Regions from separate parts of the Mus musculus genome. Here regions 1, 2, 3 and 4 are each linked to region 5. A link is a contact called in public Hi-C and promoter capture Hi-C data. All regions are on one chromosome and are shown on one strand. Each heading gives the region's core, a stretch centred on a gene start, on an enhancer-like site or on the middle of the called end of the contact. The rest is flanking DNA. Distances are from core to core; before and after follow the strand shown.

The links. A called contact is a pair of places that touch in the nucleus more often than the background predicts. Capture Hi-C pulls out chosen DNA fragments and counts their contacts.
Region 1: a contact with region 5 is called in a Hi-C map of regulatory T cells, with 6 times the contacts expected there. The contact joins the promoter of Ndufa5 here to the promoter of Tpk1 in region 5. A contact is called at or near these places in 2 of 39 promoter capture datasets (liver and pre-B cells), 16 of 484 Hi-C or Micro-C datasets (CD4 T cells, CD8 T cells, double positive thymocytes and 5 more) and 2 of 9 other capture datasets (adipose tissue and liver).
Region 2: a Hi-C map of CD8 T cells shows a contact between it and region 5, with 6 times the contacts expected there. The contact joins the promoter of Pot1a here to the promoter of Tpk1 in region 5. A contact is called at or near these places in 1 of 39 promoter capture datasets (pre-B cells) and 1 of 484 Hi-C or Micro-C datasets (CD8 T cells).
Region 3: a contact with region 5 is called in a promoter capture Hi-C map of liver, with 6 times the contacts expected there. The contact joins the promoter of Lsm5 here to the promoter of Tpk1 in region 5. A contact is called at or near these places in 1 of 39 promoter capture datasets (pre-B cells), 3 of 484 Hi-C or Micro-C datasets (CD4 T cells, CD8 T cells and regulatory T cells) and 1 of 9 other capture datasets (liver).
Region 4: a contact with region 5 is called in a Hi-C map of CD4 T cells, with 6 times the contacts expected there. The contact joins the promoter of Wasl here to the promoter of Tpk1 in region 5. A contact is called at or near these places in 3 of 484 Hi-C or Micro-C datasets (CD4 T cells and rod photoreceptor).

What each region holds. Positions count from the first base shown.
Region 1 is chr6:24,526,121-24,530,561 of GRCm38.p6, forward strand. It overlaps Ndufa5 (NADH:ubiquinone oxidoreductase subunit A5), which reads right to left and starts at 1,570. Exons shown (of 5, transcript NM_026614.3): 1 at 1,406-1,570; 2 at 1,153-1,197. The coding sequence starts at 1,426. Asb15 (ankyrin repeat and SOCS box-containing 15) reads left to right here and starts at 2,024. Exons shown (of 10, transcript NM_080847.3): 1 at 2,024-2,149.
Region 2 is chr6:25,807,581-25,811,463 of GRCm38.p6, forward strand. It overlaps Pot1a (protection of telomeres 1A), which reads right to left and starts at 1,638. Exons shown (of 18, transcript NM_133931.5): 1 at 1,595-1,638.
Region 3 is chr6:56,702,692-56,706,550 of GRCm38.p6, forward strand. Lsm5 (LSM5 homolog, U6 small nuclear RNA and mRNA degradation associated) reads right to left here and starts at 2,008. Exons shown (of 5, transcript NM_025520.3): 1 at 1,932-2,008; 2 at 623-718; 3 at 315-342. The coding sequence starts at 1,977.
Region 4 is chr6:24,663,599-24,667,934 of GRCm38.p6, forward strand. Wasl (WASP like actin nucleation promoting factor) reads right to left here and starts at 1,397. Exons shown (of 11, transcript NM_028459.2): 1 at 938-1,397. The coding sequence starts at 1,045.
Region 5 is chr6:43,664,759-43,669,054 of GRCm38.p6, forward strand. It overlaps Tpk1 (thiamine pyrophosphokinase), which reads right to left and starts at 1,520. Exons shown (of 9, transcript NM_013861.4): 1 at 1,378-1,520; 2 at 1,002-1,059. The coding sequence starts at 1,044.

The DNA.
Region 1 (4,441 bases), core at 320-2,819, about 19 Mb before region 5:
ATGAGACATCCCAGCTGGCTATGCTAACCCTTACCTAGCTGCCTGACACAAGTGAAGATGTCAACTAAGAGCATGTGTGTAATACATACATACACACACATGACTATAAAAGGTCAGTACTTGATATGGAAATATAAACGTTAACTGTTGTCTGTACCCCATGAGAGCCAACCTAAACCTAAAACCTGTCTAAGAGCTAGGTCTTCAATACTACAACATGGGGAAATGAAGGAACAACTGGAAAAGGCAAATAATTAGGGGGAAAGAAACAATAAACAATAAAACAAACAAACAAAAATCCCAAACTAAGAAACTTCGAAGCTCTGACATCCAGTAAACAAAGTACTTAATGCAGATTATCAAGAGTGTCAAAAATGCTTCACTTGGGTCAATGTGAGGGCACAGAGGGCAAAGGTGCCTGCCAACAGCCCCGTGACCTGAAAGATCCCCAGGATCTACAAGGTGCAAGGAGAGAGCCAACTTCAGAAAGTTGTTTTCTGACGGACAAACACTGGCATGCACACAAATAAATAAACGTAAGGATATTTTCAATGCCACTTTCGGTACAATTACGAGAAATGTGAACTGACTAGCAAATTTAGCATCACTGGTAACTCCTTAAAAAAAAAAAGTTTGGGCCTCGCTTAAGTGTACTCAAGGAGTAAGAGACAGTGAGCACTGACAACGCTTTCGAGTTATGTGTGTAGACGGGAAGGAAAGAAATGGTGCAATTGCTGAAAGGGGGGATAAATCACAGTGGTTTTGTTTAGGTTTGTTTGGTCTTGGTTGTTGTTTATGTTTCCCCAATGGATACCGAAGGAGGCAACCATGAGGACGACAGGGTCAGCCAGTGTGCGAAAGGCAAGGCAGAAATGTCGGTAGGGAAAGGATGGAAAATGAAAATGCGACTCTGAAGGGAGCTGAGAATACTCCACACCACTGACGCTAAGAGAATGCCGTGAAGAAACGCGTCTTAATTAAGAGGTCACGGCGAAGGCAAAAGGAGGCATTGCAAAAAGGATGCCACGGGGTCAGCGAAGCTCAGCGCTGCCCCGGAGGCCAGAGCTCACGGGGGTCTCGTTAATCTTGCAAGGGCAAGTTCGGTCGATCACAGTCTTGCTTGAGAAGGACGACACAAAAAGTCGCACTTACCTCGTGTGGAGTGTCGCACACCGCCAACCCCACCAGGCCAGTTGTCTGTGCAGAGACAAAACAGGACCGTGATGTTTACCGTAATCCCCTGGTTAGCCGACCCTCCCGACACAACTACGCACCCTGTCGCCCCCTGCCAGGACAGCGGAACACTCCCCCAACCCCTCCTCTTAGCGTCTCTGCCCACCGATGAGGGAGACGCGGCTGCCTACGGTCCCCATTCGCAGCATCACGGTGACCTCCACACGCTCACCTTTTTCAGCAAGCCCGCCATGACAGCGTCCAGCGCCTCCAGCGCACAGCCCTCTGGGAACCTTTCCCAAGCCCGCTCAATCGAGCGTCGATGCTGCCCCTGAGTCACCTAAGAACACTCTTGGCTCCAACCGCTCGGGCTGGGTAGGGGCAGCTCCCGCCCACCTAGGAGAGGTAGATTTGCGCCTGCGCAGCTCACACAAGCGGCTCCACGCAGGGCTTTGGTGTAGTAGAGACCGACTGACGTCTCTGAGTACTAAAGGTTAAGAAAAGCGCTACGCTACGGAAAAACTTGCAACGTAGTCACTGCAGGGACTTTGATTTTGCTCAGCCTTCGACTGCTATTTTACCCGGACTTCCTCAGGTTATGGAAATGAGGGTGGAAGCAGGCCTGAGCACCATGAAGAATGCTTTCCCTCCACGTGTGTGAATGCATACTCATAAGTGGAAATTATAAAGTGGAATTAACCATCTGATGCATCCGTTTTCTCTTGAGGAGACTGATGAATGAAAGGTTATGAAGTCGTAGTCTTTGTTCCAGTGGGTGTTTATGAGGTCATAGTCCCTGTTCTCTGTCCCTCCAGATCCCAAGAACATCTGTCATTGTTGAGTGTGTTCTAGAATGTGGAATCATGGCTTTATAAAAGATGCATGTGTTCTTTGTAACTTTGGATTCAAGCGTCTGCATGGCAGTATTTGCTAAAGACATCGAGAGTAGACAGACTTGACTGATCCAGGCTATGAGGTACTACAAAACGGATTGCTTCCATGCGGTACAAAAATAAGTAGATTTCTGAACCAACCTGTTGTAGAGGGCCACACTGAATGAAAGCTTGCTAGTGGTATTCTAAGCTAGAGACAGTAGAATTCGCTATAAAGGGACACATCCCGTGGCATCTGTGATATCAGAAGGGGATCTAGGAATGCATTAACAAACATTGCAAGAATAGAATGTTCTGGGTTCGCAGGTGGTAGAAGTGCACTGTATGGCCGACCCAGAGGAGTAAATGTCCCAGTTCTAGGAAAGGCGGATTTTAGGAAAGTTTGAAAATGCCAGAGAGGAGTTTGAGGCAGGAGAACTAGAGCCAAGCTCTCGACCTACTACATCTTACAGAATTTGCTCTTCAGGCCCTCTAACCTCCAACCTGAGCTGGAGCCTGTGGTTCTGCTTCTCAGTGGTTAGAGGCTTTATCGTGAGAGGTTCCATCTTAACAAAATTAGGTAGTTAATGAAATCCAGGGTTCTGATTCAACAGAGGAAAACAAAACAACAACAAAAACAAACAAACAAACAAAACTAGGAGAAACAACTGAAAGAGAGTGTCTTGGTGCCCAGGTAATGGTGAGGACATTTGCCCGAAGGGACATAACTTATCATTCCTGGCTTGTACCAGAAGTGATAACAATGCCAAACCAGACAGTTTACACCCCTCTCCAAAACCTAACTAGGCCTGTTTGAGTCATTAAGTTAACCACTTGGAGATTTTCTCTCATACCATTTGTTCAGAAAGAGGTTCAACAAAATTAATGAGTAAAATTGTCCAGTGTGACCATTTTCAAAAGGAATGAGCAGGGCACAGCCTGTCTCTGAGAGGGTGGTATTTATGTGGAAATGTGAGACCGAGTAAAGAACTGTTGTTACACAGAACCAGCTAAAGGATGCTGCATCCTGAAGGAACAGTCAGTGTAAGCATCCATGCTTCACTGAAGAATGATACTCCAGACTCTAATAGTATATAAGCACAAGGTGTTTTATTCTGCAGAAGTCCAGCATGTTGGAATCGCCCATTACCAAGATAGAGAGACAAGCAAGTGTACTCACAGGCCTGATTTAAAGCACATTAGGGCATTCTGGGGTAGATGACCCTTATCTTACTCCATCTCTAGGGACATTCCTTTACTATCTTGGGGGCTGGAAGCTGTTGCTGAGGAAGTAGCTGAGGAGGTCTGGGAACTGCTGCTGACCTCATTGTCCTTGCCTCAGGCCAGGTGGCAGGACAGTTTCTGAGGCCTGGACTTGCTTGGAATTGCCCAGTTCTTGGAAACAAAGATTTAGGCCTAGTCTCCTTAACTGCCACTCTGAAGCCTGACATGAGATCAGCCTAGCCTTCTCATCAGAACAGAGTCCTGTTCCCTGGACAGTTTCAAGGCCAAAATCACTTAACCAGAGCATCTCGTGGATAAATGAAAAACCTTCAACTGTCAGATCGCTCTGACTAAACTGCATTCTCCCACCTTTCACTCTAGCCAAGCCTACTTCTTTGGAAATTTTCCACTAAGGAAAAAAAAGAAAGAAACAATAACAAAAATGTTATGTTTACTAACAGCACTGGTCAAGACATTTAAAGAGCAGTACAATGGGGTAACAAAACAGTGTGGTGCCTGCTTTCAGAGGTGACAGGGAAATGAAGATGATCTGGGTTAACCACTGGGGCTAAGAAACATCAGAACCTCCCTAATTCTTCCTAAAATTATATATAAGCTTTTACAATGGTACAGGGTGGAATTCTCATACTAATCCACATGTTTTGAAAGCCTGGGTAAATAGTGTAATCATATTCTCCCCCACTACCTCAAAATGTCATAGTGAACATAGCTTTGGGGTCTAAGAGCTTCCTTGCTTGTAGTATACAATATTAAATAAAACAGAATATATAACGTATAATGAAGAAAGAAATAATCTTAGGAGTCTTTATATTTAAACAACTTGTCCTTTCTCTGCTACATATAATCCTGTGATACAAATATAGTTGAAGCATCTCAAATGCTGCCTCTTCCGGGTCCAGTTAATCCATGAGCCATACAGCTTTTTGACCAGCAGGTGGTGACAAAAGTTAATGACAATCTTCCATCACTTAGATAATGGAGGATTTTGCTGGTTGTTTTTTGTTTGGGGTGTGTGTGTGTGTGTGTGTGTGTGTGTGTGTGTGTGTGTGTGTTCTTTTACATGTTTTGGCACAGTCTTTGTGATGAAATATTGTCCGTACAGCATAAAAGAGTCTGGCCCAGAATATCTCAGCATCGTGTAGGTGGTGGGG
Region 2 (3,883 bases), core at 388-2,887, about 18 Mb before region 5:
AAACCAACCAAACAAACAAACAAAACAAAAAGCATTCAACTTCTTTTTGGAACACAGAAGTAAGTCAAAATCTATACTTAGGGACAGATTGAGATAGCCCGAGACAGCTCTCTCCAATATCCAAACCTGAACTCTGGGCACAAGACTGTGTCTCCTCTCCTCTTGCCCAGCATAGTTGAGAATTTAAAACAGTTAAGTTTCCTGAACTCACTGACCCTCTATTCTAATTGTTCTGCATTTTATCTCATCATGTCTGAAACAGGCTGTCTAAATTCAAATACCATCTCTGCCATCTATTAGCTATCTGATCTCAGGAAAATTACTTAACCTTTCTGAAATACAGCACCTTTGTCTATATAGGTAAGCTATAAAGCATCAATGTCACAAGTCTTTGTGATAATTAAACAAACTAACATACACACAACACCAAAATGCCATACAACAGAAAAAAAATACTAAATTGTACTGTTCACTTAGCATTAAATGACTATTTTTTCCTAACCTTTCTATCACTAATTCAAATCTTTATCAACTCTTACATTCATTGCTGTCCTTACCTAATTGGATTTTCTCCCTTTAAGCTTTCTATATCCTATATATTCTTTGTACAGGAGGCAGAGGAGGTTCCTCTATATGTCTTTCTCCTGCTAACATCTAGTATGAAATTAACAGTTTTACAACAGCATCCAAATTCTTCAGCATACACGACTGTCAAAAAGGTTAAATACACTGTGTCACACTGAAAGTCTCAGTTTTAATTTCTTAATCTAACATATGAAACCAAAAAGCTATCTCATGTTCACATATCATACTGCTACACATTACTAATTGGAATTAATAATGGTCAGATATATTTATCTTGGACCTTAGAAACGTTTTCCATTGTATCATAAAATAATATGCTCGTTATGTGACTGCTGGAAAACTGTAAACTGATATATTCAGTCTCAGTTGTAACTGTAAAAATAAAAACCAATCTCTTACAAAGATACGAAATATAAAGTATGGGTATTCCTTCTCGGAGGAAAATGTTTTCTGAGTTAACAACCTTCTTAGCTGGATTTCCACTTAGCTTTTGTATTTAAAAAACTTCTAAGATTTTAGATGTTACAATTTCACCAACTTCACCTTGGTATCTTAAAATGTTGGACGTGGGGGCGGGAGATAAGCACGGGTTTTATTCTTTAACCCCTTTGTCAATGAAAATATTGTGTACGCACACTGTACCAAAAAGCTTCCTGATTTCAAAACTGGCATTGGTTGCCTCCTCCCTCAAACTCGTAAATATCCTAAGAGAAACTTGCAATTGATGTTAATCTGTGAACTCTAGGTTGAAACTTCTCAAACTCCTTGCCTGGGCTACTCAATAGCATCGCTGCTTAACGAATAGAGACCAACCGTCCCCAAAACACTCAGCAGCATGAGGGAGGACTTGGATCTGTTCACGTCTCTTCCCGATAGGGATCGGTCAACACTAACAGTACGTGTAACAGCATTTCTGCAAATCTGCACCAAATTTTGCAGTGAAGAGTCCTCGTTATATTTACCCAGGGTCGGCCCGCAGCGAAACCCAAACCTCCCCAAATTCACTCACCAGCAAAACCCGCGGACAACTAAAGTCTGGACCTAGGCGCCTGTGACGTCATGCACGCGCGCGGGCGCGAGCAGCTTAGTTCACGCATGCGTACTCCGCTAGAATTGCAGTGTGGCTGGCCGGGAACTCCCGGGTAAACAAGAAGAGGAAGAAGAGGGCGGAGCCACAGCAAGCTGTGTCTCAGCCACCAAGGCTGCTTGCCCCTCCGCTCCTTGGCTCACGCGGATTTCCGGTTGCCCAAAGGAGACAATCCCCAGCCTGCAGGGCGAGCCGGACCAGTTTAGGATCAGCCATTAAAGGCTAGCCACACAATCCAAAATAAGAGTCTTAAATCCTGTAGCAAGTGAGAACTCTATTCTAAACCAGGCTGGTTCCAGATTCCATTCTGTCGACTGGAAGCCCCTGACGCTAAAGCTTTTATTCTAAGTTAAACATTCAAATACGACTTTTCCAAGGCTATAAATACATGATGGTGATGATGTTATTTGTTTTATAGCACTTTGGTGACATCTGGGGTATTTTCAGGTAAACTGAAGAACCTTGCCATTATTTTCTAAAGCTTTCTTCTCTTTCCCCACTCCCCGTGTTCATAAAATATAAGTGAACCAGGAATAACAACTAAAGTGGAATTCAAGGACTGCCCATTAGAGGAGTATAATAAGGCCCAGATCCATACTGTTAGTCACTTCACACAGTTGTGAAATACTATTTATCCGCTAAGTTTAGCCACTGTATGGATTTTGGATCCTGTGCACTTTGGTTGAGAGCAGGGAACCGGAAGATTCTTCTAACTCCAGCTGAGGTCCTGGAGGCAGCAACTTTGGCAATAAGCAAGCAGGGAATCAGAGAAATTAACAAGAACCATCAACCAAACTGGTGACATACTGGTCAAGAGAACCGTTATTGCTGGTGATAGCTTCATTATAATAACGGGTTAACATTCTTCGGGAGTGGGAGGAACAAACATAAGCATACTTTGAAGCTTATTTCAAGTGGCTTGTGAACAAAGTCCCCCTTTCCCAGGAAGAACAACCCTTTTTCTGAGTGAAATGCACAATTGTTGTTTTACGAATTCCCGGTCTGTTAAATAAGCTGCTGTACTTGTGTTTTTCACAAAGCGTTGCTTTCGCTTCAGAATTAATCCCCCATCTGATCTGTGTCTGACTTCAGACAAAGCCTATACCCAGTTGGTGCCACATTCACTTCCACCACAGTCAAATCCCGTCTATCCTCCTAGTGCATGGTCATGTTCTCCTCATTACTTTCTCTCAGTATTTAAACACATTCTTCTACATTTGAAGTTTACTAGGAGCAGGGATAACGGTTCTATTTTACAGCCAAGACTGTATATAATGGCTGCTAGCTTTAGGAGCTAAATATTCATTGGATGAACAATACTCCAGGGAAAAACATGTTTCTTTTCTTACCTTTAACATCAGCCTTTCCATCCTTCCCAAACCCCCAGCTGATTACATGGAAATGTTCCTTAACTAAAACAGGAATACTCTGTGTTGCTAAGCCAAAAGGAGATACTTAGTCTCAAGAAGTTTTTTACTAAGTCCAAAAGCACTGTGGTTTTATTGTCAAAATTTGTAAACTCATCTTATTAGCCAAGGATTTTCCCAAGTTGTGTGAGTTTTCGTTCTTTATTTAAATTATTTTTTACAATAAAAAATACAATTACATCATTTAGCTTCTTTTTTTTTCAATCCAACTACACCCACTTATGGCCACTCCTCACTCTTCAATTTCATGTTTTTTTTTTCCTTAAGTACATACATTCCTTAAGTACATACATACATACATACACACACACACACACACACACACACACACACACACACAGAGCATATACCTTAAAAAGATGTTCCTCATCAAGAAATGTTTAAGATGAGATTCCCACTGATCAATAATGAACAACAGATTTGGGATGGGGATTTTATCAGATGATACATGAAGCAGTCACTGAGTCACTGTAGTTGTTATGGGTAAAGATTCCATGAGATTCCTCCTTTCCACATTAGTCTCTGTACTGACAATGTAATTAATCCTGTCTTGTTTAGACAGCCATATTGTTGATGTATCACAGGGGTAGCTTCCAAGTCATTTCTAGGAGACACAAATCTCACAGCTGACTTCCTGGTCCGAAGGCCTTTATAATCATGCCACTCTCTCCTCAGATGTTATCTAAGACTTCCATATGGGGGTTGTGCTATAGATGCATCCACTGGGGTTGCATAGCCCAGGATCAGTTATTTTCTAAATTTTGGCCATAAGTGGATTAAAAGT
Region 3 (3,859 bases), core at 758-3,257, about 13 Mb after region 5:
GATTCCAAAAACCTAAATTATACCCACTTAGTGCGCTCGCGTTCTCTATTTACTTCTCTCTCTCTCTCTCTCTCTCTCTCTCTCTCTCTCTCTTGGTTATTATCTAACATATAAGCTCTTAGCTAGGACAGTCAGGGACTCTAACCATCTGAAACTGTAAGCAAGCCCCCAGTTAAACGCATTCTTCCATAAGATACCTTTGTCATGCTGTCTCTTCACATTAATAGAAAAAAGTAATCAAGGCACCATCTTTAATTAAAAAGAGATTTCCTCCCCTCCTCTCAAATTTTTTTAATTTTTTAAATACTACTCACAATTCTGTGACATCTTCCAACACCATATCTGAATTTAATGTTAAGAAAATAAATAAGGTTTATTCAGGTATATGTTTTTGTTTGGTTTAAAATATGTTCAACACTATGATAGTGCAAATTCAAAAGGTTTGTTGTTGGCAAGAGCCCTATCAACTGTCAGCAAACACACCTCTTAAAATACTACCAAGTTCCTGGAAAACAAAATTATTCTTAATGTAATAACCAGAAATTCTTCGGTTGTCTATAGTTCTTTCTTATATTAATACATCTTTAGAAACCTACACCATTCCCGCTTTTAAAAAGGATACTGACAAAGTCATCAAATCCTAGAAGTGTCCCGACAATTTCTTTATCACTCTTCATCACAATGTGAATTCTTGACCCTATACATTTGTCCACAAGCTCTGTGGAAGGAAAAGGGTAATTTTACCTACTTATTAGATCGACCAACATTTGAATGCCTACTTCACTTATTATTTTTTATCATTAAAGATAAGCAAAAACATTCAGTTTTTTGCTATTTATTTATTTATTTACTTACTTTTATTAATCATTCCATCTGTTTACATCTCAAATGATATTCCCCCTTCCTGGTTACCCCTCCACAACACCCCTCCCATATCTACCTTCTCCCCACTCCCCAATTGCTTCTATGAGGGTGCTCCCCCACCCACCCACCCACTCCAGCATTCTCCTTATGCTGTGGCATCAAACTCCACAGGATCAAGAGCCTCCCCTCCCAATGATGTCAAAAAAGGCCATACTCTCCTACATATGTATCTGGAACCATTCGGTAATTTTACATCTTACACAAATCTCTGTTTAATCGTTAGCACAAATGTTTGCCTTAGCTTTCACTTAACTCTTTATTTGCAATTAATAGGACTGTGATTTTTATTTAGATTATTTGATTAATGTATGAAAACACACACCATGAGGTGGGTGGAGACCATAACTGTTTTTCTTCATCAGTGTTTGTACCGATAAACAATATCTAACACTGCAAAAACTTTCAATCACAGACACATTCACTAAGCTCACCAGCCCCAAAACATGACAAGGGAGAAGCATTATTACAGACACCGGCTTTCCCGTCACTCCTTCTCTCACTTAACCTTAACTCTCTGTGCTCCTGGGCCAACCTGTTCATCTCAGCATCTTAGAATTGCTCAGCACGATGCGTGCCGGTGTGCGATCTTGAAAGCAATGGCTGTAATTCAAGTTCATTATTCAACAGTTCTCTGGCACTGCGCGGGAATTGCTTGTTGAATTAATGAACGACGGGGCTAGTTTCCAGATTTCTATTGTAAGATTCATTGTATGCCGTGGCGCACTCCTTACCCAAGCCAATACAGGGTCTACCTGATCTGGAGACCAAGAAGGCCAAGCTGAGAACTGGGACTGCGCGACTCATGACATCTTACTGGCGAGCTCAAAAAGGCCGAGCACGTCCTTCACTAAGTGGGACCCTCACCGACCACCGACAGGCAAAACGGTCTGTCTGTCTGCCCAGTGACGCCAAGGACCGGACAGCCGGGCCCGGAGGGGCGGTGGCCCAGCCTCGGCCCCCAGCGTGGAATTGCAGCAACCCGACCGCTCCCCAAACAAGACTTTTACCTAGTGGCAGGAGTTGGGACGGGTTCGTGGTCGCGTTAGCCGCCATGGCCACGCCGGAAGTGGCTAAGGACACCGGCGCAGACTTTAAAATTGCGCGCTTCCGCCCTTTTCCACAGCTGGTTCAGACAAGACTAATCCAAAGCCGATCTTGAGATCCAGAGGATCCCAATGGATCGCAGACAGATTCGATAGAGAGGTTCGGATCTCTATCCCTGCCACCAACCCAACAGGCACCTATGGTACCCCCAAGTTTTGCTAAACTTCAGAGATAATTTGCCGCCGGAAGACCAGCATACGAGATCTCTGAGTCGGTTAATTTTCCTCTAGAAGGTTGCATTTCAAGCCTGTATCTTTCTTCAGAGCAATAAAATCAATTTATATTTCCTACTATAAACTCGTTCTGCATGCTCCTCAACAACTACTCATTTTTTTTTTTTTAAGGAATCTGGTACTTTTAAGGCCAGAGGACTGAAAGTCTATAAAGCAGCATTTTTCACAAGCTTTTTTTTTTTTAGAAAAAACAAACAAACAAACAAACAAACAAAAAACTTCTACTATTATTTAATTTCTTCTTGTCGTTTCTAGGTGTCTGGTTTATTACAGGCATTAAAGTCACTATCAGTTTTCAATTTGCAGGCAACCGTAAGATGTCACTCTGTATGTTGACTCCATCATGTTTGGAAACCTTGCTATCACACTTCTGCATTGGAAAAGATTAAAAAGCCCCCTTTTAACGTGGAGTGGCCAGTAAACCCAACACTTGAGAGACAAAAGGAGGCATCTGTTGCAGGCATGGCCCTCTTAGACCCCGACACAAAATAAGAAATTAAAACTAACAAGGGCTAGCTGGTAGCTTGGCTATAGGGTACTTTCCTAGCATTCATGAGGCCCGGAGTTTGGGCCCTAGTGTTTTTTGTTTGTTCGTTTACGTGCTTGTTTTGTTGTTGTTGTTGTTGTTGTTGTTGTTGTTAAAGCAGATAAATACTTTGCCTTTGTCCATCTCATGTGACAGACTTAAAACCAAACAGCCTAAATATGAGAGATGAGCACCCTTCATTCCTCCATTGAAAAAACATATCAGTGGAATATTGTTTGACTAGCAGCTTGCTGGATACATAAAACAATGTTCAGAAAAGTCTTCAACCAAGAGAGTGGGAAGGAGGACAAATAGTACATTTCATGTGCACAGCACTATGGGATTTAATATGGAAAGCAATGAAAACTCAGCTCCATTCTCAATTCCAAGCCAGTGGTGGCTTTTTTTCCTCCACGCCCAATCTATAAGTCTTACAGATCTACTAGGTCCCAAGGCAATTACAAACACACTTGACAGCCATCCTTTTGAGGTAAGAGTCAGGATTAAGTTCCTTGTGCTTAAAACAAGTTAAAACACTGTCCCTTGGCCACAGCTTGAAGAACTGAGGAGTTGTTGGGAGTCTTCTCACACAGTGACTAAGAATGGGTAAGCAGAGAAGAGGCAAAAGCCGCATTCTGAGAAAAGGAAACATTGTGTGCAGTGGATGTGTGTCACTCCAAGCTTCTCTTGTTGATCTTGTCTTTAAACCATACCCATTTCTCCCACATTGAGCATAAAACACTTGCCTTTTCAAATCCATTTCCTGAGTAACCCCAGTCTTCACTCATTTTTTTTTCTATTTAACTGCATGATACTGCTCAATGTCCTGGTAAAGATGTTCAGTTTGCAGGACCCTGGCCAGAGATGATCACCTATCCTGACTTGTGTAGTCTTGTTGGAGGCCGATGCTGGCTGACAGCAGTGTCAATAGCTGTCAGGATTACTTGGATGTATTTTTTAATATAATTATTCAAAGTTAGCTACCCTTCAAAAACCCGATTCCTCAAGACTAAGAACACTGGGACATAGCATAGTGATTAAATCCACTGGTTCTGAATTTAGTGACTTTTAG
Region 4 (4,336 bases), core at 147-2,646, about 19 Mb before region 5:
ACCCAGAGAACCTCCCCACCCCAGAAAGGCCTGCAGCCAACGTAATGAATGCTTCCGTCAATAACACCCATTCCCCTTCCCACAGAACTGCTTGCTCCCAATCCGCCATCTGGGGTTGGAATGGGCCTCCTCACAGCACCAAACTCAGAACCACTTTTGATCCCAAAGGCCGTGAGCTATTAGAAACTGTCGCTTCCCTACGCATGGCTTGGGAGCGAACAGCACCCTACACCCCACCCCACAACGCCAGGGAGGAAAAGAAAAACCCACAGTGGGGCGGAGAGCAGAAACTAGGCCTAGTTTCTGCTGGAGAAATAAACCCCGTTTTTGTTTTTTTGTTTTTGTTTTTTGCAATTGGGAGCAGGCGCATTTCCTGCCCTTGCTCTGATCCTAAGTGTCCATGAACCTGCACTGCACTTTATTCTCTCCCGGAATCCTTAAGGCGGACCGAAAATCCAATTCGCTTCTTTCCCCATCTATTCATTCCTAAAACCTCTAGCATTGTTAAAGAAGATAACCCAGATCCAGAAGTGGGAAGTGAAGCAAGGGCCAATGCTGGGATCCTGTCCTGAGATCTTAAGCTGCTGATGCACGAACAAAATCCCCTTGTGGTCTAGAGTAAAGTTTGAACCTGCAGCAAGGGCACGGACCCGGCCCGGCCCGGCGGACCTGGGCTACTGGGCAGGCCTATGGAGGTGACACTCCCTTGTTCTCCAGCAGCTGGGGGAGGTGGCTCCGGGCCGGGCAGGCCTGCACCCGGAGAGCTGGGTGAGGGGAGCCCCAGGGCCCGGGAGGCTGGAGGCCTGGCCCGCAGCAGCACCCCAGCCGTGCCGAGCCTGCCCCCCTTCTCCCTCCTACCCTTGAGTCCCGTTCCCCCCCAGCCCGAACCCGCCAGTAGACGTTGGGGGGTGGCGACAGGGGGGTCTCGGCTACTGACCACACATTTCTTGCCGAGGAAGGAGAAGAGAGACTCGTTCTCTTGCGGGGTGAGCAGCAGGGAGCCCACGTTGGTGACCCTCCGCGGGGGCTGCTGGCCCGAGCTCATGGTGTCGCCGGTGGGGTGGAGCGTCCAGGGTCGTCACTTCTGGCGGCGGGCGAGCACTCGGGTCCCACTCTGGGTGACAGGGGCGCGAGCCGGCGGTCACAGCCGCAGCATCCCGTCGTCGCTCCTCCGGCGCGCGGAGGCCGAGGGAAGGAGATGACGGCGGGCGCCCTCGGGCCGCGCGCCGACAGGGAAGCTCCGGGCTCCCGCCCTGCTCAGCTCCGGCTGGATGGTCGTTGTCCTAGCACTCCGGCGGCTGCGCTAAACTCCCTACTCCTCCAGTCCTCTGGCGGCGGCGGCGGCAGCGGCGGCGGCGGCAGCCGCACAATCCAACATGGCAGCGGGGGCGGGCGAGACCACGGGACGCGGGACGCGGGGGAGAGCGCCGGAAACTCGGCAAGGCGGGACACCCCCTCGGTTGCTGCGTGCCGGGGCGTGTCCTACCCAGGCCCCGCCCCTTCCGGAAGCGGCAAGGCTCATCCCGGTTGAGGTCTTGTTGCAGGCTAGTCGCCCCCACCAATGACCACCGCGCGCGTGCGCAGACTCAGAGCGAGGCAGGGCTGGCGGGTCTCCTACACTGACTGCCGAGCCGGACGCCCCCTTGCAGCAGCGCCCACCTTTGCGGAGCGTCGGGTCCGCGTAGCCAGTGTTTGTTAGGCATCGAAGCGAGACTCTCAGGCCGCCTGTCAGGGAGATCTAGTTTAGCTGGAGAGAAAGGTCGGCCGGCGTAGTTTCGGTCAGAGCCGCAGGTGCCTCGGGTTTCTGGATCTTAGTCCCGGCCGCCAACGGGGCGTGGAGGGACATTGCTAAGATCAGGATAGACATCTTCAGAGATGTCAAAAACAGAATCGCAAAAGGCGTCCACCACCCGCCTGGCGGATCTCGTGGGATAGGTGTGTGTAGTTTTTTCCTTGCCTTGTGAATTGGAAACTACCCCTCTCAATCTTTCTCTATCTCAAGTTGGAAGCACCTTGTCTCTTTAATTCAGGATGAATGCACGCGTTTGGGAATGTCGTGTAGGAATACACCTTACCTCTTTTTTCCTTACGAGTTAATTTCATGGCTCTGTATTCTAGGTGCAGGGACCTAGGGCCTGGTGCATACTCAGCCAGCTGAGCAATATTCCCAGCAGAAGTAAATAATGAGAATTCATTACTGTGTTTCATAATATTAAAGGTTAGTATAAAATCATTGGTTGAAAACTAAAAAGCTTTAATTTAAAAAAATTGGAATATAGAGATGATAAACCAGATTACAGCGAATTCTATAAAATGTACATCCTACTATTAACATTAATCATACAACGTATCACATAAGTTGTACTAACGATGTTTGCTAATTACCTAGTTCTAATTAAACAGTTGCATATTCAACTTTTATGACAAACTCTGGTAAATTTCTGATAGCTCTCAATACATTGATAAACTATTACCGACGAACTGAAAACAAAGCTGTAAAGCTGCCTATAATGCACATAATGAAATTGGGTGATGAAGAGCAAGCCTACAACAGAGGATGTGCGAATATACTCTTAGGAGTTCTCACATAGTATATGGATATCTCAAATTATGTTAATGTTAACGGAAAAGATAATCTTTAAAAGTGGCAAAACTTTTTAAAATAGTAGGTTTGTGAAAGGCACCATTTGAAGTACAAGAAATGTTTGAACCGTGGGGCTAAGAAACCTGGAAGATGAGTCAGTTTATGATTTGTTAAAAATGCACCTCTTATCAACTGAAAGCATGGTGACAGCCAAGATCATCACAAGTTCTTGAGAAATGTTTCAGCCCTGACATTTTCAAACTCGAACACTTCCTTATCCAAAAACATAGGCTGCGGTTGGTTCAAGGTTGAAGTTCCAGTTAGACGGTTGTTTAAATACATCCGGGAATTGCTTCTCTGTCTCAGGTTCCTCATCTGTAAAATAAAATCACTGTTTCATGGAGGTAGTATAGTGGAACTTGGGACAGTTAGACCTACTTTAAAAATGTAGAGAGAAAACCATGTGCTAGTGTACCTGATACACAGTGAGTACCCACGGCCTGTCTCCCTTTTCACCATCTTTGCTAGTGGTCTGCTATGTATATCTTTGTCTTAGAGGATCAAGTATTGAAGCATGTATTTTTACATCTATTTTATATAAGCCTGATTTTTCAAAAACCTTTAATTCACAGCCTTACACAATTCTCAAATCTATGTCCATGAGTTTAGAACATATTCTTTTTCTTAGTGATCAGGCTACAGATTTTGCCAGATTGTTTTAGTCCATTTTGCTAAAGTAACCAAACTGCTAATATTATAATTGTAGACAGGCCTGTTAATTAGTAAAATCCAAGAAGCTAGATAGGACCTAGACCAGAGAATGACTGCTTAATGTGCACAAGGTCCTGGATTCTATTCTCTCTCATTTCTCTCTCATTTCTCTCTCTCTCTCTCTCTCTCTCTCTCTCTCTCTCTCTCTCTCATGTGAGTGCACGAGAGTGCATGCAAGAGCACGCGCGCGCACGCGCGCGCACACACACACACACACACACACACCACAAACAACAAAGCCCAAAAAAGCAATTAAAACTATTTTAAGAATGTGTGTAGGGAGGTGGCATAGGAGGGGTTGGAGGAAGGATGCCTGGGTGGGGCTGGAGGGAGGGCAGGGGGAAAGTGATGTAATTTTATTTTCATTTTAAAATGTACACAAAATTAGAATGAACATTTTTTAAACTAAAAATACCAGCTCTCACTGACCACCAAACTGCTTTGAAAATAGATATGAGAGAAACAAAAAAAACCAAAAAACTGTGGCCTGGTATGTGTTTCCAGACCTCTTAGGAGAGACCGATTGGGTTCCAGTCTACTAGCCTGTGCTTCTTTGAATTGTCTGCTCTTTTCCTCCTCAAGAAATCTCGAGGCCTTACCTCAGTACAGCTTTCACTCACTGCTGTCTGTTTTCTTTAGACTTGAAGATTAAAAAATGTCATTATCATAATGCTTTTTCCTTAATCCCAATTTATTTATTTATGTCTTCCACAAATCTTAAATATAGTGCCTTGTCCACAAAACTTCAGCTTGAGTTCTTATTTCTAGCCTCCCCACCCCCACCTCAGGGCTTTCCCCAATACCTTGATAGTCATAAAGCAAGAAAATGTAAGTGTGAACATTTCGTTGGAAATAAGACTTCCTTATGCATTTGAACGCGTGAAGAACAAAGTGTTGGGGAAGTTCCTCTCTATTGTACACGAAGGATTCTGCTTTATTCATTCATCCTGGTATCAAGAAGGCTTAGCAATATTTGTTTCA
Region 5 (4,296 bases), core at 270-2,769:
ATCTATCACTATTTCCCTCACTTATATAAGATAAAAAGAATCAACAGTAGACTAGAGGTATACAAGGTGGTTCACAGGACCATAGACACCAGAGACATGGCATAGTAGCTAATGCGTATAATCCTATATCTAGAGAGGTAGCCCCAGAAAGATACCTGGGGTCCCTATCCAGTTGGCCAGCTGGCCAGCCTAGCCTAATCAATTATTTCCAGGTCAGTGAGAAACTCAGAAACAAAGTGGATGACAGCACCTGAGGAATGACACCCCAGAATGACATCTGACCCCCATATGCATATGCGCACATGTACCTACACAAACATCCATAGATAAAAAGTGTAACTTGAAAATTAAATACAACTAACTAGCCTTACAATTTATCACTGTAGTCAAATTACATAAGAATAAATGCTACTAATAAAACTCATTCCACATGTCATCATGTGAAGTACAATAACTTCAAAGTTTGAGAAATAAAAATCCTATGGGCTGGGTAATCAGTTTACTGATAAGTGTATCTTACCTAGCATTTTCAAGGCTCTGGACTCAATCCCCAGCACCAAGTTTTATAATAAAAATTAAAAGCCTTAGGGTTAAAACTTCAAGACACTGTATGTAACCATGTACTGATCTTGTACTAAGTTCAGGTACTTTCAAGATGATTAGAAACGTCCCTGACAGACAGCTATGGACATCCCTCACGTTCCCAGTGTCAAATGTTCCACGGTTGGATATGTGTGTTTGGCATGTTGGTTGTTTACTCTTGGAATATCAGGTAGAGGATACAAACTGTATCAACTCGCTCAGTCCTCACAAAAGTTCTACAGGGCAAAGACTAAATATTTATGTTCACTTTCCAAACAGGGAAACAGAGGCACAGGTGTGGTTGCTAACTTGCGCACAGGAAAAAGGAAATGGAGTTTTCGGTTAAGGCCTTCAGGGTAGGAATGAGGTCCCTCTGCGGGGCTCGTGCTGACACTGTAGCATGGTAAAGAATACGGTACCCGTAGGTAGCAGGGGTTCCAACGGGGTAAAGGCATGCTCCATAGCGGGGAATGGATTCTGTATGGAAAACAAAATAAGTCCCAAGTTATTTCCCAAACGTAATTCTGCGACAGGAGTAAGCATCCCGCAGCAGGCACTTTGGACCCGGCACTACGGGAGGCCAGGAAGGTGCAGCGGTGGGCGGGGGAAAGTCCCAGGCAGAGGCTGGAGAACCTGGAATCTCAAGCGAGCTCCAGGCTCCAGCTCCGGCCACTGCCTCTATTCACCCAGACGCCCCAGCTTCCATCCGGGGACTGGCGGCGAGGGGCGGCCTCCCTCGCTCCCTCTTTCCCGCGCCCCCGCCCCGCCAGCCCGCGCCGGCAGCCGCGCACTTACACAATGGCGGGTGGAGCCACGAGCGACGCGAGCGAGGGCTGCGGGAGTGACGGATCGAAAGCTCGGCGCTCGGCTGCGGAGCCTGGGGCGCGCCGCGCGTTCGCGGGAGAGGGCTTCGTGCGCGAGCACAGAGCCCCGCCTCTTCCGGAGGGGCCCCTGGCTGCCGCCTGCGTAGCTTCTAGCAACCGCGGGGTGCTTAGTACCAGCCTGCTGTGCTCAGTTCCCTGCACAGTGGAGAATTCCATCCACCTTCGCCCATCTGTTACACCCAGTCCACTGAGTCCACCTTCTCTTTCATCTTCTGCTTCCCGTGCTTTGCACAAACAGTGCTTTGTAAACATACCAATGGGAACCCTTTAAAATAAATCACCACGTTGTAGGAATGCAGCTTTTTTTTTTTTTTTTAGCAAAGCCAAAGAACCAAAATTTCACCACCACCATCTCTAAGCCAGCATAGATGAGGACTCAAAAATTCTGAGAACCTGTAGGTCTCCTGCTGGCCCAGAAATAACAGAGACCCATCCCTGCGTTTAAAAACCAGTTCCAGGTATACCGAGCTAGCCTCAAAAATCACTGTGTAGCGAAAGATGACTTCATTCATCTGGTCCTCCTGTTTCTTCCTTCTAAGTACTGCTCTTTCAATCATGACTACTATGTCAAGTTAATGTGGCTGGTGCTGGGTATCCAGCTAGTCAAACATTCTAACTGATGAACTTCCCCTTCCCCAGTCGGGTAATAGGTAAGTCCTTTTTAATCTTTTTAACTCAAACATCCATTTCTTTCTATTTAAAGATTCCAAATACACTTCCCAAACTTGGGCAATCATTATTCAATTCTTTCCAGTTTTGATGCCAACATTTTAGCTTCTAGCTAGCAGAACATACACTATTTGCCTTTCTTTGACAACTTACTTCACTTGGCAGGCATAATGTCCTCCCGTCCCATCCACATCTCTGTAAATTCCATTATTTCATTATTTTTATTACTGAAGAATGCCATTTCTCTATTACAATATCTTTGCAAAGGAATGCTACTTCAATAAACATAAGAGTACAGAGCATTTGACTGTGTTTTCCATTCTCTTTGGATGTATGCCCAGCAGTGGGATGAGTGAACCATATGGTAGTTCTATCACCTGTTTAGTTAAGGAGTTTCCATTGTGTTTTCCATAGGTCTACGCTAACTTAAACTTCCATTAACCATGATCGAGTTTCTCTTTCTCTGCATCCTTGCCCAGCTTCCTTACTTTCCCTTTGTAAGAATCCTTATCACTGTCCCTCTCTTCCATCTCTCATCTCTCTCATGTTGATATCCTGTTGTGGTTTTATTTTAACTCCCTGGGGATTTGCGATGGCGGGCAGTATTGTTTATGCTTTTTTGGCCATGTATGCATCCTTTCTTGAGACATGGCTATTCAAGTCATTGGCCCACTTCTAATTTAGATTATTTGTTGCCATGGTTGTTTGGAAAAGTTGTTAGATCTCAAACCCATGACAAAGAGCCAACATGGACCTGGTTGTCAGGTTCCCTCTGCATTGCTCAGTTCCTAGCTGTTTCAGGGTACGGATGGCATACCCCACCTCCTACTCTAAATGTCTCCAGCCCTTCCCATATAATCCAGCCATTTTGCATACCTGGTCCTTTTGTTTACCATCTCCTCTCCTGCCTCTCCCTTTTCCCCTCTCCTCACAAGTGTCAGCTCAGACTTCTTCCAGTTGTCCCCAACTCTGGCTGTGCTCTCCCTTTTATCTACAATAAACATTCTCCTTCACCACACCTAGGAGCAGTCATGTCCTTCCCTTTTGTTCCCTTTTTTCATTCACGTTCCTTACACATACTGAAAAAAAAAACAAAAAAACAATACAAATCTTTGTTCTAACCAATGTCTAAGTGTTTTTTCTTATATTGTCTTCTGGAATTTCACATCTCACATTTAAGTCTTGATCCATTTTTCCACTGACTATTATACCCAGTAGAAGATAGGTGTCTAGTTTCTTTTCTTCGCATACAGAAGTTCAGTTTCGCAGAACCTTTCACAAAAGGATAGCACCATCTCCAAGATATGATTTGACTGCCTTCACTGACATCAACTGACTGCAGAAACAGGGACTCAAACTCTGAGTTGTCTTTTCTACTGTTTTGTGTGTCTGGTTTTAAGTGGCCGGTTTAATTACTGTCATTTTCCAGTGTGCTTTGAAAACAAATACTGTGAGACCTACCACTTTGTTCAGAATACTTTATCTAGTTGGGATCTTTTGTGGTTCAAAACATTTTCTTTCTGTGAAAAATATGGGTATTTTGGCAAAGATTCCATTAAATACATAGATAAATTGAGGTAGTGTGTGTTAGATTAATGAGCAATTGAAGGGAGGAGAGCAGAAAAAAGAGACGCATAGTCTGGCCTTAGGTGGGGCAATGTTTATTCATGGCAAGGGGGCACTTTCGCAACCCACATGTGCAGATGACCAAAATACCTACAGAAGAAGATGGGACCTTATCAGGGAATTACCCCGTAGTTCATAGGGAAGCTAGGAACTGTAATCTTTCAGTAAGAAGCTATCTGGAACTCTGAGAGGCCATTAAAAAAAAAAAATACAAGGCAGGGGTGTTATAGGTGTTTTCTGCTGAGGAGTGTCTCTGTCAGAGGGGATAGTCCAGGCTCCATTGAAGAGGGAGTCCCCTGGCCCTCTAGAAGGGGTAGAGCCTTAATTTGACTACCTGCAATGGTCAGGTGATTGCCATCTTGTCTTCTTAAGGGGACTTAGAAATAGTTATTAGACGTTTTAGAGGTTTTGTTTACAGAGTAAAGTTGAGAAACTTTCTGGGAAGGTTGAGAGACAGGGAGGAAAAGAGGCAGGAGAAAGGAAGAGGACATGGTATTGATTCAGAGTGACAGTGACTGGTCCATTGCTGGACTGT